Regions from separate parts of the Hordeum vulgare genome. Here region 1 is linked to region 2. Evidence: chromatin contacts called from public Hi-C data. All regions are on one chromosome and are shown on one strand. Each heading gives the region's core, a stretch centred on a gene start, on an enhancer-like site or on the middle of the called end of the contact. The rest is flanking DNA. Distances are from core to core; before and after follow the strand shown. Region 1 holds the start of LOC123399420. Region 2 holds the start of LOC123399416 (protein EMSY-LIKE 3-like).

Evidence for each region. A called contact is a pair of places that touch in the nucleus more often than the background predicts.
Region 1: a contact with region 2 is called in a Hi-C map of seedling, with 2.5 times the contacts expected there. The contact joins the promoter of LOC123399420 here to the promoter of LOC123399416 in region 2. A contact is called at or near these places in 2 of 6 Hi-C or Micro-C datasets (leaf and seedling) and 1 of 1 datasets of contacts at active chromatin or transcription factors (embryo).

Annotation. Positions count from the first base shown.
Region 1 is chr5H:479,121,778-479,126,163 of MorexV3_pseudomolecules_assembly, reverse strand. LOC123399420 reads left to right here and starts at 1,271. Exons shown (of 3, transcript XM_045093831.1): 1 at 1,271-1,776; 2 at 1,932-2,280; 3 at 3,080-4,273. The coding sequence starts at 1,403. The coding sequence ends at 4,096.
Region 2 is chr5H:478,906,522-478,910,613 of MorexV3_pseudomolecules_assembly, reverse strand. It overlaps LOC123399416 (protein EMSY-LIKE 3-like), which reads right to left and starts at 1,384. Exons shown (of 10, transcript XM_045093828.1): 1 at 1,037-1,384. The coding sequence starts at 1,073.

The DNA.
Region 1 (4,386 bases), core at 22-2,521, 220 kb before region 2:
TTGTGAGATTAGCTGATGCTATGAATCTCACTGCTATTGTCGGGGTTCTAATATCTTTTCTCTAATGATGTCGGGGTTCTAATGCATCAGTATTTATTAGCCTATAGGCATGTTTGTTCCTTGCAGAATTCTATCTTTTCTTGGTAAGATGGAACATGAGTAGTGCTATTTAAGCTGTGGAAAGCTTCTTTACGATCAAAAAAAGCAAGAGAACTAAAACTGTGCACCTGTGCTTCCTTTTTGTATCTGCAGCCGTGTTCCGTCGCCTCGCGTCCCGGTTGTCTAACTGCCGGATGGACTCCAGGCTGCTCCTTTGTCAGTTGGCGATGGCGATGCTGCGGGCCAGGGGAGGAGGAGGCGGACGGCGAGGGGGAGGAGGAGGCGGACGGGGAGGGGGAGGAGGACGCGGACGGGGAAGGGGAGTTGGACGCGGACGGGGCTGCTCCTTTGTCAGTTGGCGATGGCGACGCTGCAGGCCAGGGGAGGGGGAGGAGGAGGCGGACGGGGAGGGGGAGTTGGACGCGGAGGCGACGGCGATGGTGCAGGCCAGGGCGTCTGGCTGCCGTTAATTCTTCCTAAATTTCTGTACTTGATTGGCTCTTTTTTTTTCATGGAGGTGCAATAGTTTTTCGTTGTAGGAGGAGGTGGAGCACGGTCAGCCTTAGTTAATTTGGTAAATGCATACGGTGATGGTGCATGGATGGTGGAAGGCCGTTAGATTGTAATTAGTTGTCTAATTGTGTGATGGTGATTGGTGTTTGTTTTTGTGGGAGTAATAGTTGTGTGTACGTAGAGAAGTTTTCGTTTGATCTTTTATTACTAGTATAGATGTAGGATTAGGAATTTTTTAGTAAGGATTAAAAAAATCCTATGACTTCTTAAAGAAACAGGGCTCAATTCTCCGGAAGCTTGCAGTCTGTACTCTGAGGCAGCGTCAGGCGTTCCAATGGTCAGATACTTTGGATCTAGTCATGACGCTGAATTTTTAGACAGTTGAGGTCAGTGAGGCGCTGCAGCAGTTCAATTGTGCCTTGTAACCTTGAGCGGCAGTAGCGTAGCCGATCAGTGATCAGGGGGGGGGCAGTATGGGCATTACGCCGCGACTGGCCCGCGGTGGGCCCCGCTTTGAAAATGGCCCTCCCTCTACGGCTCCACCCACCTCTTTTTCTATTTGTCCAAATGGCGGAAACGCCCCCGAGGAACGGAGAAATCGCCTGCGCGCGCGCTATGAACGCTGAGCCGTATCCGTCTTTCCGATAAAAATCAAATCGGAGGCGAGGGAGGGACGAGGACAGGAAAAAGGCTGACGACGGAAAAAAAATTCGACGGAGGTGGGCGGGCGAGGGGGAGGGAGCCAGCCTGAGTCCGAGAGCACGGCACGGTGAGGGCTGGGCCGGGGTGCATGGCGGGCGGATCAGACGGCCCCGACGTGTCGGCCGGCGGCGAGATCTGGGGCACGCTGGAGGAGCTGGTGCTGGCGTTCGCCGTGTGCCGGCACGGCACGGCCAGCTGGGACTCGGTGGCCACGGAGGTGCAGGCGCGGAGCCCCCTGGCCGCCCGCCCCGGCCTCACACCCGGCAGCTGCCGCCTCCGCTTCCGCCAGCTCCACCGACGCTTCTCCGCCGGCGGCAGGGCGGAGGATGAGGAAGAGGAGGGGGAGGTCGGCCCTGAGGCTGAGGCTGAGGCCTCCGCCGTCGACGGGTGGCTGGACGAGCTCCGGCGCCTCCGCGTCGCGGAGCTCCGGCGCGAGGTCGAGCGATGCGATCTCTCCATCGGGTAAAACGATTTAGTAGCATCCGAACCGATAAAACCACCGTTTGAACGGGGGTCCTTCCACCGCGCGCCTCGTGGCCCGTCCGATGGCGGATCCTGCGGCCGCCATTTTACCAGAGCTCGATGTTTATTATTTTTCATTTTATTACTTGTGACAGGACGTTGCAGAGCAAGGTGGAGCTGATGAAGGAGGAGCGGGAGCGCAGCCTGTCGAGCGGCGAGGCGAAGCCGGAGGGGGTGACCGGCGACGAGAACCTGTCGAGCGAGGAGCCCGGGCAGTCGTGCAGGGAGTCCAACTCCACAGATCTGAAGCGCCCCGGCGCGGCCAAGGCGGAGGAGGCGGCTAAGGAGGAGCTGTCCGGCGAGTCCAAGGAGAGCGCGGTGAGCCTGCAGTGCCGGCGGCGGAAGGCCAGCGCCGAGGAGGAGTCCGACGAGCCGCTGGCCGCCCTGCTCGACAGGGTCGCCGCCAGGTTCGGCCCCGTGTTCGACCAGCTACAGGAGAGCCAGGTAAAAAATCTCCGTCAGAATTACCGCCCCCGCGCTGCTCGTCCTGTCCCCTTCCCTTCACCGTCGTCAGCCGCTGCCCGCTAGGTCAAAACCTGTGTTTACTCCGGCTCGGGGTAAAAACAAAGGAGGAGAGAACGTAGGATAGAACACGTACACAGTCAAAACCAAAGAGCACGAAGCATGTCAGGGGCTAATCTAGGTGTCCGTCTCATGATACGGATATGGTTAGGCAGGCGCGCACGCACGCCCGCGGCATGATGGCCTGTGATTAGGAGCACTGACCGGCCGGCCCGATCTACGTGACCTGGGCAAGGCCAGCGCGTCATCGCGGTGCACGCACGCCTCGGCAGCCATGACGGACCCCATCTTTGTTGCTGTGGTGGGTGGGTGTAGCTGCTGCGTATGGTCATGGACCATCGCTGGCTGAACGGATTGGGTGATGATGTGGAAGAAATTCTTTGCCGTTCGAGCCATCGAGTGTCATTTTTTCTTTTGAGCAATAACGTTTGTTCGTTGGAGCTCGCGGTAGAGAAGAGAAAGTTGCGGCTCTCTGCGGGTTTGTTGGATGATGAATGATGATCCATCCGGCGATTCGATTCCTTGTCGCACGGACCAGTCGGGTGCCGCGTTGCAGTCGCACACATGGGCGGGCGTCCGTCTCAACAGCAGCCGAGGACTCGAGTCGAGATGCGGCTGAGATATTTTCTTTTGCTTCTTCTCCGCTTTCGTTTGTGATTCTTTTGATTTTTTTTCGTTGTTTACTCACGTGCCGGTGGGCCCGTTTTGCTGTGCTGTGCAGGAGAGCGAGTCGTACCGGGGTACGATCAGGCGGCACGTGGACCTGGAGGCCATGCGCCGGAAGCTGGACGGCGCGGCGGCGGCGGGCTACGCCAGCAGCGCCGAGCTCTACCGCGACCTGCTGCTGCTCTGCGCCAACGCCGCCGTCTACCTCCCGCGCCACGCGCCCGACCACGCCGCCGCGGCGCTCAACGCCCTCCGCCTCGTCTCCGCGCAGGTCTCCGCGTCGCTCCGCGAGCCCCCGACTACGCAGCCGCCCGCCAAGCGAGAGCCGCCCAACGGCGGTAACCCCCCACCGGCGCCGGCGGGGGTGGACTCGCGGAGGGCAGAGGCCGACATCGTTGGGCCGCTCATCCAGAAGGCTGCCAAGCCGCTCATCTTCTGCCGCAAGAGGAGCTCTATCGCCAAGGCTGCCGCGGCGGCGGCCGTCGCGAGGAAGGAGGAGGCCACGGAGAAGCGTGACGTTGAGGAGGGGGTGGGGAGCGACGGCGAGAAGAAGGCCGCCGTGGCCGCGGCGGCAAAGGGCAAGGCGTGGGGTACGGGGACGAAGAAGACCCGCGGCCCCGGCAAGAACTCCGCTCTGAGCCGCAAGGCGGCGGCTGCGGCTGCCGAGGAAGCTGCGGCGGTGGCTGACAAGAAGGACAACGGGGACTCCGACGGGCCGCCGGCCGGTGGGCTACCCAAGAAACGGGTCGTCGTGGACTTCCTGAAGCGGCTGAACGAGGGCAAGCCGTCAACCCCGAAGAAGAGAGGGTCGCCGCTGACGAAGCGGAAGCGGGCTGCGCCGGCACCGGAGGAGGAGGAGGAGCAGCCGAAGGCCAGAAGGGGGCCGGGCAGGAAGAACACGGGCCGCGGTGGCTCCAAGGCAGGAGCCAAGGCTGCCACGACGAAGAAAAGCGTCGGGCGGCCACAGAAACGGGGCGCTGCTCCGGCGACTCCTCCGCCGCCGTCCAAGAGGGCCAAGGTGAACAGGTCGGAGAGGTCCTCGTCGTCGTCGAGGCGAGGAGGGAGGAAGTAGGTGCATTGGAATTGGAGTAGCTTAGATGTACTGTGCCCGGTAGGGATTACGTACTGTACTAGTATTAGGAAGTGATAGCTTCAGCTTCAGCTGTGTGTAAATCATGTAGTGTGCTTGCACTGTTAGGGCGGCCTAGACACTCACCACTGAACTGACGACATGTTGTAATCGGACTAACAGATCGAATGTCGTCCCTCCCTCCTCTCTCTCGTGCGTAGCGGAGAAGATGCGGGCGAAGTGACGGTGAGCGGCGAGCTGCATCCAGAAGGTGCACCCGCACGTCCCCACTG
Region 2 (4,092 bases), core at 135-2,634:
ATGCACAATTTAGCTGCAAGCCTGCAAGTCCTCATAACACGAACACACCTCATCCAAGGTCATAAAAAATGATGTTCATAATTTGCGGAATACAGGGTCAACCGACTGACAAGCCAACTATGACGAATTCACAATTTGGCAAGAGGTTCGAGAAGCTCACAACTGCAAAGGGGCGACTGGATTTTTATTTATCAAGTAATCAATCTGCGGTACCAAGGGTTTGGCAAAAGGGACTACTTTATGCTCGTATTCTCCAGGACCATGCAAATGTACACATTGTTTGGCAAATTTAACAAATTTAAATTATCTATCGGCTCAGCTTTGCTAGAAAGCAGAGAGACATAATTTATACTTGGTGGGTATTCCAATTATTTGGGAATAACGTATGCCAATCTTCTCCAGATATTTTCCTACAGGAATCTAACAAGCCATGCGAAAGAATGAAACCTTTCCGCCCGTCCAAGTTTACTCGGTCTAAAGTGAAAATAACATGTTGATTCAGGGCTGGGGATCAATAATCAAATGCACATTTTGACTGCAAGTCATGATAACACAAAAGCAACTCAAAGGTCATAAAAGACGCTGTTAACAATTTGTGGAATACGGCGTCAAGCGACTGCCACGCCAACCATGACGAATTCACAAATTGGCAAGAGGTTCCAGAAGCCAACAACTGCTTAGGGAAGACTGGAGCCTTATTTATCAAGTAATCTCAATCTGCAGTACCAAGGGTTTAGCAAAAGGAACTACTTTATGCTCCTGCCTCTTCAGGGCCGTGCAAATGTACACGTTGTTCGATAAATTCATCAGATTTTCAGCTATCTTATGCGCTCAGCTTTGCTAGAAAGCAAGAGGAACAATTTATACTTGTCTACTCTCATAATTAGGTAATATTTCGTACGCATAAATTATGCCAATCTCCTCCAGGTGTTTTTCCTCCAGGAATCCAACAAGCTACGTGAAATAATTGAGCTTTTTCCGCCCGGCCAAGCTCACGCGGCCAAAAGAAAGAACACGTCGATTCGAGGCGACTCACCGCTGCTATCATAGGGGCGGTACCCCATGGGATTCATGGACCCGCGTGGCGCGCCGAGAACGGAGGAACCCTAGGAATCAGCCGAGTTCCTCCCCCCAGATCCGGACCGAGCGCGAACGAGTCCGAGGGTATACGGAGCGGCCCGGGGCCGCGGTCGAGGCGTGCCTGGCGAGCGCCGGAGGCCGATCTGGGGAGGTTTTGCGGCGTGGAATCGGATGAGGATTTGGGGGCGGGCGACCGGGGGGCGGGCGGCAGGTAGGGTTCAAGGGGATCGGGAAATTTAGGAAGTGGACTTTTCGATTTGCCCCCTGGAAAAAGGTCGGTTTCGCTGCGCGTGAAGAGTCTTGCACCGGGGCTGGTAGTTTTCGGGGGGCTTTATGGTAATGGCGCGTCCTACGTGGCGTTCTGGTGGCCGTGTGTTTCTTCGTCGGGCCGCACGTGGGCGGCGCGGCCGTACGCGAGTCCTGTTTGCGCACGCACTGGTGCAGTGCAACCGGACTCCGGCCGGCGAGCGGTACTATCATATTTACAGGTATATTTTTATCGGTCATAATTGATTTTTGGCCGGAAACAAAACCGAACGGTGGAGGCGTGTATATTTTACAAGTGTATTAGAAAGAAACACGCTAATTCAAACAAGGCATAAGAGTACGTGTGTGTTTCAGCCATGTACGAAAAAAATGCAGAATTAATCGAATGCCCAACCGTAGCCACAACCTGACTCTTTGATATGCATCTTACTTACGTGGTAAACGCTAAACAGTATTTGGCAATGATGGCGATGTTGTATACATTCAACTTTAAAAGTATGTGTTTGTTTCAGCCATGTACTCTTTGATATGCATCTTACTTACGCGGTAAACAGTACTACTGGCGTAAGGTGTGTGTGCCTCTTCACCTCAACTGTATCGCGTACGGGACCTTGAGCGTGGAGGTATTGCACTTCGGGTGCATTGGCTTTAGCTGCAAAACGCCGACCCTTCTCTAGAGGTTTGGAACAGTGTCATGGCCGCTTGAAGGCTTACTACTTCCATCCCGATGGTTGCTGACAGGTTCATGGACTGATGGAACTCTGCCACGACTGCCTCTCCTACGTCGTTGCGCAAAGGCGTGGCCTCCCTCGGCATCCTCGTGAACTCGTGTGTGTTTGACAACGCTCGATCCTCCGTCGTACACCTGGTCTAGACAATCCTAGACGAAGTTAGACTTTCGGCCCTGGCTGGCGCGAGAGGGATGGCGACAATATCCCCATATGATCCGCCCTAGACGTCTAGTTTTCCTCTCGAGGCTGAGCAACCTCATTCTCTCTACTGCTCGCATGTAGATACATCCTCGCCCCTCTAGTGTACGAATCTTGTATCTATCACTATGTGCCCGCTGCTTTTCTACCTATTAATGAAATGATACCTTGCTTGTGTATTCCCGAAAAAAGTATTAACAGTAAGTGGAGGTAAATAGTGTATGAGATGATTTGAGTCGCCGAGTGATAGTAATAGGCGATGGAGCAAGCTCGGTTGTCGAATAACTGAAGCAATACATGCAAGTGTTCTTCCTTTAACCCAATATAATTCAATAGTTCGCTAGGTTTAGTATATGGTCTCGCATATATAGCCATCCTATTGACAAACGACATGCCCTCGCGGTTGTACCGGCAGAGCGTCATATGCTTCAATAGAGTGACAAAAGAACTTCGGAAATGTATACTCCATGAAGCGAGCATCTTCACGGGTTGCATCAGCAAGTGACAAGTTCGCCCATTGAACAAGTCACTAGAGAACATGCATGTGTTTGTCATGGTATTTGCCTCACTTCTAACACCAGAGTTGGAGCGTTTTTTAGAGTGCCATTAGGACTAACAACCAGCATATTAGGGTTTGGTATAGCATGGAGATTACTGTGTTATTTAAGTTGTATCACTTGGAATACTGGGTGAATCTTGACATGTTTATGAAAGTTAAGTTTGTAAATATATGGTGTTCCCCATTTTTTGAACTATCTGTAAAGTTCCATAATACTTGTGTTGAAGTCCCAATTCTCCTCAAAATCCAAAGGCAACCAACCAGAACAATGTGATGAATTGAAACTTTAGCACGCGTATGTTCCCATTTAGCTCTCTCACATGTAGCCCAGTACAACCTTTGTCTGGAATTAACTATCGCTACAATGAGTGTATCTAGAAGCATTTCAATGTGTGCATACAACTATTTTAGCGACAGTTATTTCTGAACGGAGGGAGTAGTACAATGAGTTATGTTAATCATCTTCTTATCACCAATCTGGTAAAATATGTTTTTCACTCTATGATAGGTAGCCCTAATACTAAAGTGGTCACCAATTGGAGAGGAATGAAATGCAACAATTGGCTTATAACAAGTCATTGTTATCGCTCACTAAAATCTTTCCTTTGTATCTAATAATATTTGTATTATAATTGTAGTTAGCGGAGTAAACCAATCACAACCAATAATCAGATCATGACCTTAGAGGGACAAGGCTCTAGAATTGCAAGTGAGTCTATTTTTTGCCAACCGAAAAGAATAGTCAATAACCACTATTTTAGATGATAGACAGCCTCCCCCAACAATAGGAAATGTGCCTCGGAACAGGGGGTATTAATGTGCAGATAGATTTGCAACTTGTTGGTCCATAAAATAGGAAATGTTACTTGAGCCCAATAAAAGTTATTGCTCCATTGCTATTTATGTGAATAATCATACTGGGGGCAGTTGTAGTCCCTCGAGTACTGGTGACATTAGTTGAGATGCACATCATGTTGACAACCTCTTTAGTTAATTATTCTGGACCATTTTTGTATTGTTTCTTCAGAAATTTGTTGTTTTTCTTCCATGTTTCCCTCTTGTAGCAGGTGGATGTTATGAACTACTTTGCATTTATGTCCCTACACCCATTTATCACCATGTCTCCAACACTCTCCCTATTTTCTTGCTCTAGGGAATTAAGCATTAGGATTTTCCAACTTGTTGTTGTGGTGGAAGTAAATGCGAATTTTTTTCTGGAGTATATTAAGGGTTTTCTTTTGGTGGGGAACAAGGTCT